Linked DNA regions of Mus musculus: region 1 is linked to region 2. Evidence: chromatin contacts called from public promoter capture Hi-C data. All regions are on one chromosome and are shown on one strand. The core of a region is the stretch at or near the end of the contact, and the rest is flanking DNA. Distances in the headings are between cores, read along the strand shown. Region 1 holds the start of Dct (dopachrome tautomerase). Region 2 holds the start of Gpc5 (glypican 5).

What was found. Promoter capture Hi-C pulls out the DNA fragments that hold promoters and counts their contacts.
Region 1: a promoter capture Hi-C map of hippocampal neurons shows a contact between it and region 2, with 5 times the contacts expected there. The contact joins the promoter of Dct here to the promoter of Gpc5 in region 2. A contact is called at or near these places in 3 of 39 promoter capture datasets (the C10 cell line, hippocampal neurons and pre-B cells), 2 of 115 datasets of contacts at active chromatin or transcription factors (astrocytes and embryonic forebrain) and 1 of 9 other capture datasets (liver).

The regions. Positions count from the first base shown.
Region 1 is chr14:118,049,297-118,055,819 of GRCm38.p6, reverse strand. It overlaps Dct (dopachrome tautomerase), which reads left to right and starts at 3,574. Exons shown (of 8, transcript NM_010024.3): 1 at 3,574-4,336. The coding sequence starts at 4,042.
Region 2 is chr14:115,088,943-115,094,865 of GRCm38.p6, reverse strand. It overlaps Gpc5 (glypican 5), which reads right to left and starts at 2,651. Exons shown (of 8, transcript NM_175500.4): 1 at 2,078-2,651. The coding sequence starts at 2,240.

The DNA of each region.
Region 1 (6,523 bases), core at 2,325-4,824, 3.0 Mb before region 2:
TCCTGCCTCTGCCTCCTTCGGAAAGCCCTATTGGCATGCACCATTACAACAGGCAAAGATCCCTTGTTCTCAATTGCAACGAGCTGCCTCCATTGCGTAGCACTGTTAAAATAATTTCTACTAGAAACACCTAAATTTCAAGGAGACGTTCCTTTAGGTTTGCTTGTTCGTTTAGAGACAGGGCCTCAGGTAGCCCAGGCTGGCTTGACTTGCTGTGTTTCTGAGGATGGCCCTGAGGTCAGCTACCTCCACACCGCAAGTGCTGTGTGACGTGTACTGTCATTCATGCCTGCGTCCTGAGGTGTTGGGATTGAACCCAAGGCTGCACACGTGAGAGGCAAGATCTCTACTAACTGAGCTACACCCCTAGCCCCTCTTTGTGGTTTAAATGAGATGACAGCGGGTAAAGAAGCAAGCCTAGGTCAGTACCTGGCATAGAGTAGGAGATTAAGAAACCTACATTTCCACAGGGCTGAGAAGATGGTTCGGTGGTTAAGATCACGTGCTGTTCTTGCAGAGGACCTAGGTTCCATTCCCAATATCAAGATGGTGACTCCCAACTTCCTGTAACTCCTGTCTCAGGTCATTTGATGCTCTCTTCTGGTCTCTGAGAAGCAGTGCCTATACATTCACCTAGACTCACACACATATACATAAAAAAATCATAAAGAGGAATGTTTTCTTCTTTTCCTTATTTTGAAGTATCACAATGAATTCCTGAGAGACGATGAATGTAGTAACACAGCTTATTGCGAAGATTGGGACCTTGGGGTCAGGGAGATACAGTCCTTCCAATGCCCTGCTATCCGAGGTCCCAGGCTCCCTCTCCTCTCATGTAACATTGGGATAATAACCAGCGACTTGATAGGACTAAGAGGAAAACAAGCCGTGCACTGTGATTGGAAGGTGTCCTGGTTGAGGACACCAAAGTGAATGGCAAAGGACGGCTCCTCTCAGCAGGTGACACTCCAGTGACAGGAAGCCAGGAGGGGATATTTCAGGCAGAAGAAACAGCAGTACAATGGCTGAGAGTTCCCATGACTAGATCTGTCTGGGTAGCAGTGACCATAGTACTCTGCCCAACAAAGACAGACAGAAAGACAGGCAGCAGAAGTTCTGACATGACCTTCTAGTCCAGCTCCTCCCAAACTCTATGGCACAGAAGTTTTGGAAAACAGTTTTAAGGCCAACGTGAGATCTAAATGCGCATGGTGTCAGTGCGAATGACCCTCCAGGCTGGCACCTGACCGATCATGTGCAAGAGTGTATGTCAATGGCCAAGCTTCTAAATGCTATATCCCAGTTTCTGTCTTTACTGTATCCATCCTAATGTAGGTCAGAAGCACACAGGCTGGGATCTGCTGACCACCCTGGGTAGCACATGGAACAATGTTTGTCATCACTCTAAGTGCTTCAGAAATCATTGCCGGGAAAGGAAGAAAGAGAAACCAAAGATTCAAGGACCATGGTGGTGTTTAGTCCTTAGAGCAGAGGATCAATGTGACAAGACAGCAAAATTCTGCTCTGAAGGGTCTAAGCCCTTCTGGGAGGAAGTTGGCTATGAGTCTGAGACTTGCAGGTGAGAGCCGGCCCAGGGAAGGAATCCTGGGGTGAGGTGAGAACTTTTGTGTAAAGCCTCAGATGACCTGGGTTGCATGGCAGGTGCTACAACGAAAAGGAAATGGGTCATTCTGATGTGAGAAATGTCCCTCAATTTCAGGTTCCTAGAAATCTGATGATGGCATCTTCCAAACTTCACTGCTGCTCAGAACAGCAGGTTTCACAGTGGCGACGTGAAGTGGAAGTCAGTAAAAAGACAGAATGAATGGGGTCCCCAAAGCCTCTAAGTCTTTACAACTGTTAGGTATTATGATCCTAGCATAGTCAAGCCTAAGAAAGGAATGCACCTGGTCCCTTAGCCAACGACGGCAAGCATCGTCTACAGCTCTACCTCATTCTCATACCGTGGCTTGCAACTCTGGCTGTGCAGTAGAACCTGGAAGAGAGTTTAGAAAACACTGATGTGAGGCTGGGGAGATGGCTCAGTCAGTAACATGCTTGTAAGTGTGGGGACCTGACTTCAGACCCCCAGTGCCCACATAAGAAGCCAGGAATGGTGGTAGACTCCTGTAGTCCCTGTGCCGGAGAGGCGAAATCCCTGGAGCTTTCTGGTCAGCCACTACCCAAAGGTTCAGTGGGAGACCCTGTCGCAAAAAACAAAGTGGAAAGTGAGTAGGCAAACCATTTATGTTGGTCTTTGTCATCCACCTGCACATGCATATACAAACATGTGGGCATGCATGCCTTCCACAGCACATATACTGTAAATGCACACATCTGCATGCCTGCATGCACACATGCACACACACTTACATCGCTGATGCCTTGAACATATCATTAAGAGTCCCATTCAATGTCCAGAACCCAGAAATACAAACTGATATTGGGTTAGTCACACCTTAATACCACAGGGGTGTAGGGACACCTGTGTATTTTCCTTTCTTCCTTCTCCTTTTCTTTTTAAGATGGGGTCTCTCTACGTAGCCATGGCTATCCTGAGACTCACGATGTAGACTGGGCTGGCTTCCAACTCACATAGATCACCCTGCCTCTGCTTTCTGAATGTTGGGATTAAAGTCATGGGTCTTTAGCAGACAGGCACACACACCTGGCTGCTGTGTACGTTTCTCAACCTTAAGAATTCCTTTGAAACTAACAAGGCACTTGACATTCACGTTCAAGGCACTCTTAGACTCCAACTGGAACAATTCTAAGTCGGCAATTTGTATAGATCTCATGACACCACGACAGTCCTGTTCGCACCAGGAAGGGACTAATGCTCTGGCAAATGGCCGCCACGGTCCATCTGCACAGCCCGTGGTACCTAGAGGAAGCACATAGGGGTACACCTTCCTAAATTAAAGCTTGATTATGCCAAACCTCAATGCAATCGAAAGATTTCCTTGCAAGTCCCACTCCAGTTTGTCCAATTGCAGAGAAATGACAACTGTGAATAATTGGTAGCATACGGTTCCACGCAAATTAAATACAAATCTGCTTCATGGATGTGCTGAACAAGAGAAGAGGGGGCTATTATTTGGAAGCAGGAGGATGCCTAATTGTGCAACAAAACAGCTCCTTGTACACTGGCTTTAAATAAACGTTTCTTTATTGGGGGGGGGGGGGGGTGTGATCTCCTGTGGCGGTCTCTCTCCCATGTCAGCCAGCAGTCATGGGGGAGAAGTACTTAGCAATGCACAGGTCTATAAAGGGCCTTTGACGGAATGCTCCCTCTATCTATTGACGCACTGGGAAGTCTGAGGTCACAAGCTTGGCTGGGACACATGAGCCCAATAAAGAGGCTGATTTTACCCTCCTGACACAAAGCCAGACACTTTATCAGCTTCATTGTGCACTTAGGGTCATGTGCTAACAAAGAGGATTTCTCTGGTTATAATCCCCTTAATGATGGCTTCTCCCATCCCTCCGCCCCCCCCCCCCCCCCCGTGCCCCACCAGGGCCCCGTGGCTTGGCGAGCCAGAGAGAATAAAGGCAACACGGTGCTTGGCTTTTGAACTGAGTTCAAGGCAATTAAGGTCAAGGGCTAGGGAGAGAAGGAGGAGGCTTAGAAACAGCAGCATAATAAGCAGTATGGCTGGAGCACTCTGTAAATTAACTCAATTAGACAGAGCCTGATTTAACAAGGAAGACTGGCGAGAAGCGCTCCCCTCATTAAACCTGATGTTAGAGGAGCTTCGGATGAAATTAAATCAGTGTTAGTTGTTTGAGTCACATAAAATTGCATGTGCGTGTACACATGTGCACACGTGTAGGCTCTGTGATTTAGGTGGGAATTTTGAGAGGAGAGGAAAGGGCTAGAACTAAACCCAAAGAAAAGGAAAGAAGAGAAGAGGAAAGGAAAGAAAAAAGAAAAGGCAATTTGAGTGAGTAAAGGTTCCAGAACTCAGGAGTGGAAGACAAGGAGTAAAGTCAGACAGAAACCAGGTGGGACGCCGGGCCAGGCCTCCCAATTAAGAAGGCATGGGCCTTGTGGGATGGGGGCTTCTGCTGGGTTGTCTGGGCTGCGGAATTCTGCTCAGAGCTCGGGCTCAGTTTCCCCGAGTCTGCATGACCTTGGATGGCGTGCTGAACAAGGAATGCTGCCCGCCTCTGGGTCCCGAGGCAACCAACATCTGTGGATTTCTAGAGGGCAGGGGGCAGTGCGCAGAGGTGCAAACAGACACCAGACCCTGGAGTGGCCCTTATATCCTTCGAAACCAGGATGACCGTGAGCAATGGCCGAGAAAATTCTTCAACCGGACATGCAAATGCACAGGTGAGGGCCCTTGGGCAGACCCAGATGTCACTGCATTTGAGCTTGATGGAGATTCCTAGGGAGGAAAGTGATCCCTTCTGAGGAGAGGCGACACTGGTGACAAACTGTTAGGCTAGCTGCTTCTGGTGGCAAGTCTCTTCACTCAGGAAGGCGGATAGATTGCTTACAAGTTTCACGCCCCGTGTGTGTACTTATGAACACTAAATCAACATTGTGTGGGCCACGCCTGAATTTCTGGACGCATGCCAACATACCTTTGGCTTGTTTGTTGGGAGGGGAGGCTACAGAGATGGGGAGCCTGCTTTGAAACTAGAACAAGTTCTTTCAAGATGGAGCGGGGCCTCTCCTGCAATGGGTCCGCACTTGCTGCGGCGCTGGGTGCGGCTTGGCATGGGGCAGGCGCAGAGGAGGCAGGTGCTATAGAGAGCTGCTCTCAGCATTTCTCAGGGTTTGAATAGACCACAAACAGGGGTCATCCGCCTTGCTCAAGCCAGGACTGGACCGTAACTTTGCTAGAGTTGGACCAAAGAGAACAGTGGGTTCTTCTACTATTATCTGAATTCCAATTGGGCAATATCAGATCTGCTCAATATCCTTCCTTTACAACCAGGGTGTCTCCCAATATTCATTTTTATGAAGTTTCCATTTTTCTGTGTTTCTGGGGTTCTCATGTCCTCCCCATCCCACTTCTTCTGGTTTTCAGAAAACATGCACAACTGTAAAAATCACCGAGTCTGGTAGGGCCTCTGAAAAACAAAACCCTTGCAAGCAGCAGCCCCGGCAGAGCCCTCGGACATGGCTTCTCGTCGGTGGCCATTTGCAAGCTGATTCCCTTCTGCCTCATTCCTGCTTTCCCACGTGCTGCTGAAGCAGAGCATGGGCACTCTGGCTACGTCAGGGTCAGAAACGCTATCGCTGAGGAAGAACGTTTTGCATGCCAAGCAAGTGCTTCAGCCCTGTTAATGATAAATGATTTAAGGAATCATTATAAGGAATTATAATGTTATATTATATATATATATTATATATGTTATAAAGGAATTATAAGGTCTAGTTCTGCTTTAGCTATTGTGACAGAAGTTATGATAGCGTGTTGAATATATATTATCCACTTTTTCCCTGAGGCATTAAATCATTTGCTTCGCTAGCCATTGCTCATAGATTTTCAGCCTCACTGGAGGGTGGGGTGGGGGAAAGCGCTGGATTCTGCACTTGTGGTATCGGGGGCCACACTAACGTGGGTGACCTTTGTCGCAAACCTCCAGAGCCTTCTATGGGAATTATTTCCAGGTCAATAGATGGCAAAATGTTGTGTTTTTCAAGAGTTGAACGTCCGTGTTTTATAGTCCCGGGGCAGAATGCTTTAGTAGGTCAGAGCAAACAGCACACGCGTCCTCCCTCCTCTTTATAGTTCTCCTCGGAGAGTGAAAGCACATTTGCTTTTAGGAAGGGGAAGTGGGAACCGCAGGACGGAGCAGAATACAAGGGGTACTTGCTATATCTCTTTGTAGAGGAAGTATTTTGAATATTCCTCAAGAAGGGACAGGAACGTGTGTCAAAGTGACCTACTTTAGGAGTAAAAAAGGGAATGGGTTAGGAGTAGGATGATCCACAAGTTTTAGATATAAGTCATCACATTTCCAGAGGCCAATACCTTGAAGCAGGGCTTCCCTCCTCAAGGTACAGTCTGCATCTCCAGCTGCCAGTCAGCCATGACTACCCTCGAGGGTCCATCCTCCTGCCGTAGTTCACCTCCTTTCTATGATTTATTTGTCTCTGACTCACTCAGGACCACTGTTCATTCTGTACTGCATATACACATGTGTTAAGGACACTTAATATGTGCTGCTCATAATGCTTAGTTTGACAGTTACTTAGTTACTCCTTTTATCTAGCTTTCCACACAAGATTCTGTGCACAATCAATATATACAATAATAAGTTTGTATACATGCATAGTCTCACAGTCCTGCTCCTCTCACAACGATCAGGGAAATGGACTTGTCCACTACCTCCAATGAGTTTTCTTGTCTCCTCAATTTTCTTTTGTTTCTTCAAGAATAGATTTTGGGGGGGGGTGTTTGAGACAGGGTTTCTCTGTGTAGCCCTGGCTGTCCTGGAACTCACTCTGTACACCAGGCTGGCCTCGAACTCAGAAATCTGCCTGCCTCTGCCTCCCAAGTGCTGA
Region 2 (5,923 bases), core at 1,402-3,901:
ATAAGAAAGGCACTTTCCCTAACCCTCAAGAGACTGGAGGACCCAGGGAGTTTAGAGGTCTGGTGGGAAGGGTGGTGGGTGGTGGGGACGGCCTTGTAGAGACACGGAGACCAGGGAGGACGTATAGGATGTGGAACAGTCAGAGGATGGATGGGGGGGAGGGGGGCATAAAACCTGGAGTGTAAAAAAATAAATAAATAAGAGATTAAATTTAAAAAAAGAAAAGGAAGAAAGGAAGGAAGAAAGAAAGAAAGAAAGAAAGAAAGAAAGAAAGAAAGAAAGAAAGAAAGAAAGAAAGAAAGAAAGGAAGGAAGAAGAAAGGTGTTTTCAACAGGACAACCCAGAATGACTCCTTTAAAAAGGTGCACGCTCCCCTGGCACTTAGGCTGTGCTCTCTGTATCAGAGGCCAACAGTGACAACTGTTTGCTTTTCTGGAGGGTAGAGCTTCAGTAGCTCCTTACAGTGATGGCTAGCTCAGTGATCAATGCTCTAGAACATACCTCTTCAAAGGCAATGACACACATGAGGTTCTAGAAACGACACTCACCATCTTTCTGGACCGTGTTGTCTTCAGCAGGTGCACGGACACTGAGCATCGAGAAGCCACTGAGATCAAAGCCTTCCTGAGGACTGTCAGCTACAGCCAAAGCTTTGACATTCGGGAGACAGGTCTCACAATGCACGTGAGGCTTTCTCAGCTCAACACCCACTGCACACAAACCAATTAGTCTCATAAGTGGTTAAGGGAGAGGTATTTCTTAACGAAAGAATACACTGAAATCAGTACTTACTTAGAAGGTTGTTTTGGGGTATGTGTGTGTGTGTGTGTGTGTGTGTGTGTGTGTGTGTGTGTGTTTGGTTTTGAAGAGACAAGAATCCCCTAAGCTGGAAGTGTCAACAATGTGTGTCAAGTATGGAAAGAGTGTATTGAGTAGGTATTCCAATAAACACTGGTGTGTTTAAAAGTGGTCCTGTGAGCGCTGGCTGGTGGGCTTTCTGCGCCCAGACACTGGGGAAGGATGATAAGAATTGAGCTAACTAGCAGAAAAACAATCAAGCGAATGTGCTACCACTGGGGAGTGCTAACGGCAAGCCTTCTCGCACTGGAAAAGGGATGTATTTGGTACTAAGGCATCCTTTGCAAATTCTTTGTTCATCAGACAACGTCCTTAAATCCAGCCCTCTCTGTTGACTTCAGCAACAGCTAGGGATACTCCACTATGATCTAACTTAGCCCCAGACACTCTATTGGCTCCCTAGCACAAGATCTTCTCTTCTGGATAGAACGTGTACTTGTTCTCCCACCAGCAGCTAAGAATTTGAGTGTAGGCTAGAGCACAGGAGATGAATGCAGGCAAAGGGGTCTTATAGTACGCATGGTCTCTAGCTGCCATATTAATTGTATAGACTGTGAGTTTCCTGGTGCCCCCAAACGCAGAGCTTGATTGCCTGTTGCCCTATCGCTTTGCAAGCTCGAAACTACTTTGTGGGGCTGGGACACACTAAGAGACTCGGATTTCTGTAGGAAGGCTTGGTGCCAAGGTGCAGAGGGGCAACTAAAGGTCGTCTCTGAGTGAACTGGGTCGAGCGCTCATTAAAAACAGCATTGGCACCTTGGTCAGCACAAGGATATAAGAAGGTTTGTTAGTTTACCATCAAACTTGCGGCAACCAACACAATCCCTCTGAGGTTGTGAGAGTAAAACCAGGACCCCTGGTGATGTTTCCTGTGGGAACAAATAGATCCTGGAGCAGTAACAAACCACCCTTGATTAGTTCTTCAAGCACCTCCCTGGAGAGCAAGAGGGCACCGGCATGAAAAAAAATGCTTCAGAGCTCCAAGGAACCCCAGATACAGTTAAGGAGCCCACCTTGAAGCTGCCCTACTCTCGTGAGCACACCAAGCATTCCCACAGGCCTCACCCCGGTTCACCTACTGGGGCCGGAGAACCCGAAAGGTCGTCGTCTCACCAAGGACCATCTCTGAATGGATGGATGCCCCAGAGACCGTGGTCGCAAGCCCAAGAGGTCCCCGGCTGGAGCCCCGCACAGTGCGGAGCCAACCAGCGGCTCTTACCTGCCCGCGGCGCCTCCGGCAGCCCTTTGACAGCTCCCCCAAGCCGCCACTGGAAAAGTTTCCGAACTTCTTCGCAGCTCTCCACGCCCTCGCTTCGGGTAGATCCAAGGAGAGCCAGGAGAAGGAGACAGCGCCAGCCCAGACGCCAGGTGCGGGCATCCATCCTCGGTGTTCGGGTCGCGCCCTCCCCGCTGTGGTCCTCACTCTCCAGAGCACCCAGCATCGGCAGCGCGGGAGGAAGATGCGTGGCGGAATCTGGCAAGGGTTCGATGCGCAGGCGGCCACGGGAAGACCGCGAAGGGACCGCGGCTTCACCTGCAAGAGCTCCGCTTTCTCCCCTGAAGCCCTGAGGCTGAGACGCTGCACTTCTCATGCTTAGCATCGCCCGGGTCCCTCCCGGACCAGGGCGGGTGGGCGCTGCGCAAGCCGAACACGAGCCGGGGAGAAGCGAGACACGGCAAGCATCCGGCACTGGCCGGTATCGCTGCAGCCGCCTAAGGCTCAGCTCGCAGCCACTAACCTAGGCTGTGCCAGCCTGCGGAGCTCCAGAGCCCGGTTCGCCAACCCCGCGAACAGGCCACGCCCCTAGCCACACCCCCAGCAGTCCGCCGGCTCCGCCCAAGCCCAGATCCTGCGGAGCACAGCAAGCGCCGGGCTTGCGACCTCACAGAAGAGTCAAATTAATGGAAGGAAACTAGCCTTCTTCCTCCGGGTTGATTTCGGAAAGCATTCAACCGCTGAAACGAAAGTATGTATAAAGAGGATCAGAGAAGGCAGGAGATAAGAAACATGAGTTGGAAATAAGATGAAACATTTCTCTACAAATCAAGGTCCTCTATGCATAGGAATCTGTATCCAAATTTCATGAACTGGACCTTGGCAAGTGCGAATGGCAAAAGCAGGGTTTTGAGCGACCTAGTAGCACTTACGTTTCAAATTCTTTATGCTTTTATTTTTTTTAATGTTAAGCGTTTTATGCTTTTAGTGCTAGGAGGATTTTTCTGTAACATGATTCTTCTGAAAGAATTTAGAGCTCAGAGTCTCAATGGGAAGTTATCACATTCTTTATATCTCGCTGAAGTTCAGTTTATTCTAACATCATAGTTCACGTTGGTCTTATACCTTTCTGAGCTTTGACACCTTTGACAATTTGTTTTTAATATTTCTCAGAGAGTAACTAAGACAAAAGTGCTCGAGGGAGCTTCTCCCCAGGAAAATAGGAGAAACGAAAATACTGGGCAATTACAAGCTGAAAAGGAAAGTTTGTCAAGTTAGGCATGAGAAACCAGGAAGCAAAAGGCAGCCTGCAGTTAAGCCTAAATGAGTGACATGATCCGGGTCATAGCCACCTGAAGAGAGTACTTCTCAGCACCAAGAAGCTCTTTAACAGCATTAGCAGAAGGGACTCTAAATATCTTAACCACTTTAAGAGAATTTCATCTTAAGCTGCACCCTTGCCAAGACTCGAGATGAATAATTTCCAGTCTTAGCTAAGTGTCCTGGGGTTTTCTAATGGCCATTTGATATCAAAGGCAGCACTTTCAGAAAGAGATCTTGCCATGGCTGGGATGCTGTTTCAGAGTGAAATATTACCCACTTGGCTTTTGACATCATTCCCCGAATACTACAAATTATTTTCTTAGAAGTTTTCTTAGTAAGCAAGAATAGAAATCATTAGACACTTTAAATTCTAGGCCTTCAAGCAAGGTTTTACATATGTATCCTAGAAAAATAAAGGAACATTCATGACTCTTCAGCTCTGATGCACCATCAAGAAAGGCTTCTTGGAGGTCAGCTATATCCATAGGAATAAACAAGAGCAGCCACGCTCATCTATAAAATCCTTAAGTGCTAAGCAGTATTCCAAGTGCTGTATGGATTTCCCTTCATTCGGTCGTTACAATCACCCTATACACTTGTTATCACCAGTACTATTTTTCAAGTAAGTAGATAGGGACAGACATGTAAGATGGGTTTCCCAAGGCCACAGGCAGCGGGAACCAGGAGTCAAATCAAAATGTCAAAATCCAGGACAAGATTTCCTTAGCCATTTCATGTTTCACTTAGATGCTGACTCAGCTACATGGAGTAAGACTAAAGACTTTAATTAGTCCATCGGACTTTTTAAAATTAGAAAATATGTACATATATATCTTCTAGACTCCCACATATATTAGTATAAAGTTAACTTCTAATTTTTCCCCAAACATCCTTATTCTCACCAGAATCTCTCCATGTTAGAGCTGGCTATCATAGACCACTATAACTATAAGGATTCACTATCCAGCCTGATCCCTTTAACTGCAGTCTGTAAAGCACTTTCTCTAGAACAAAATCATAAATACTGATGGTTTGCATAGCAAATATTGATCGGACAGTATGATATAAAGAGGTCTGTTAAGCTTAACTAGGCTTAAAGAAAGCTACAAGCAAGTTCTCAGTGCTTCATACTTCCTTTCAACAAAACATGTGGGACAGCATACATGGAAACTGAGTAGGTCTTAACTAGAAAAATAAGTATACTTGTCCTGTATAAATTGTCCACATTTATAAATAAATGGCATATTTTGCTGATACCTTTATGCCCTCTGATTGCCACAATGAATGAGATAACAGTTGGCTTAGAAGGATGATTTTTCTCACAATATTCTTATGCCAGACAAACAAATCACTCGGTTTCTGAGCTGAGAATATTGAAAACAAGTTCCTGTCTTCCAAGCAGAGTAAGGTACCACTGTGGCTTTTATGGAGACATTCTTAGGACCGTCCGCACACACTGGACTGGAACTAGTCTTTGGCTCAGTTTACTCATAGATTCTATAAATGAAGCAAGGGAGAGTTTCAATACTTTGATATGTATAATGCCTCATTTTTTAAAGCTACTCCATGTGCAGTTATTGGATGTCTTTTGTGTTACAGACACTGTGCTTTGATTTCAAATATCAATACCCTCAGATAGGAAAACCTTGAAAGGGCCGTCATTTAAAATGCACCTTAATCATCTTCTAAATGTGGGGCTTCCCTAGCATTTCTCAATAACAGTTTATGGTTTGTCAACACAAGACCTTGTAAAGAAAGATAAAGAATTGCCAGCAGTGTAAGAGCAATGTGGTATTGGTGTAATGATTGCAGATTGGCCTGAATATGTCTTTAGGACATAGTGTACTACTCAATAGCCCATACTCTGTACTGGGAAATTTTAACTGTTAACATGAGACGACATAAAACCAGCAGAAGCAGAAGTCATAATTGAGAAACTGTCCAGATCTGATTGGCCTCTAGGTACACTTGAGATTGCTAGTCCTGATTGTTAATTAGCCCAGGCCATTGTGGGCATCACTGTTCCCTAGGCAGGAGATCCTGCAAGAGTAGAGCAAGCCAGCTAGGTACTGAGCAGCAAGCAAGTGTCCCCATGTTTATTCTCTCTCTACTCTTGGCTGTGGCTTTAAGTTCCGGCCTTGACCTGCCTGCTAGAATGGATTATAACCTAGAATTGTGAGCCAAATAAGCCCTTCCTTCCCTTAGTTGCCTTTGTCAGACATTTTATAACAGCGGCATAGAGAAAACTAAAACATGCAAAAACAATCAAAACAGACAAACAGAAACTAAAGCATGCTCAGAATCAGGTTAGGGTAGCCTCTGTACCCAAGAAATAGTAACAGTTAACACTGATTAAGGGCTTACAGTTATTATCTCCTGAAACAAACATTTCAACAAGTCTGTGACAGTAGTTATTACTCTACAAACCAAAAATGAAATGAAGGAAGGGAAGGGGTGGGAAGAGGGGAAGGGGGGGGGGAGCCGAGGGGAGGGGAGGGGAGGGAAGGGAAGGGAAAGAGATGAGAA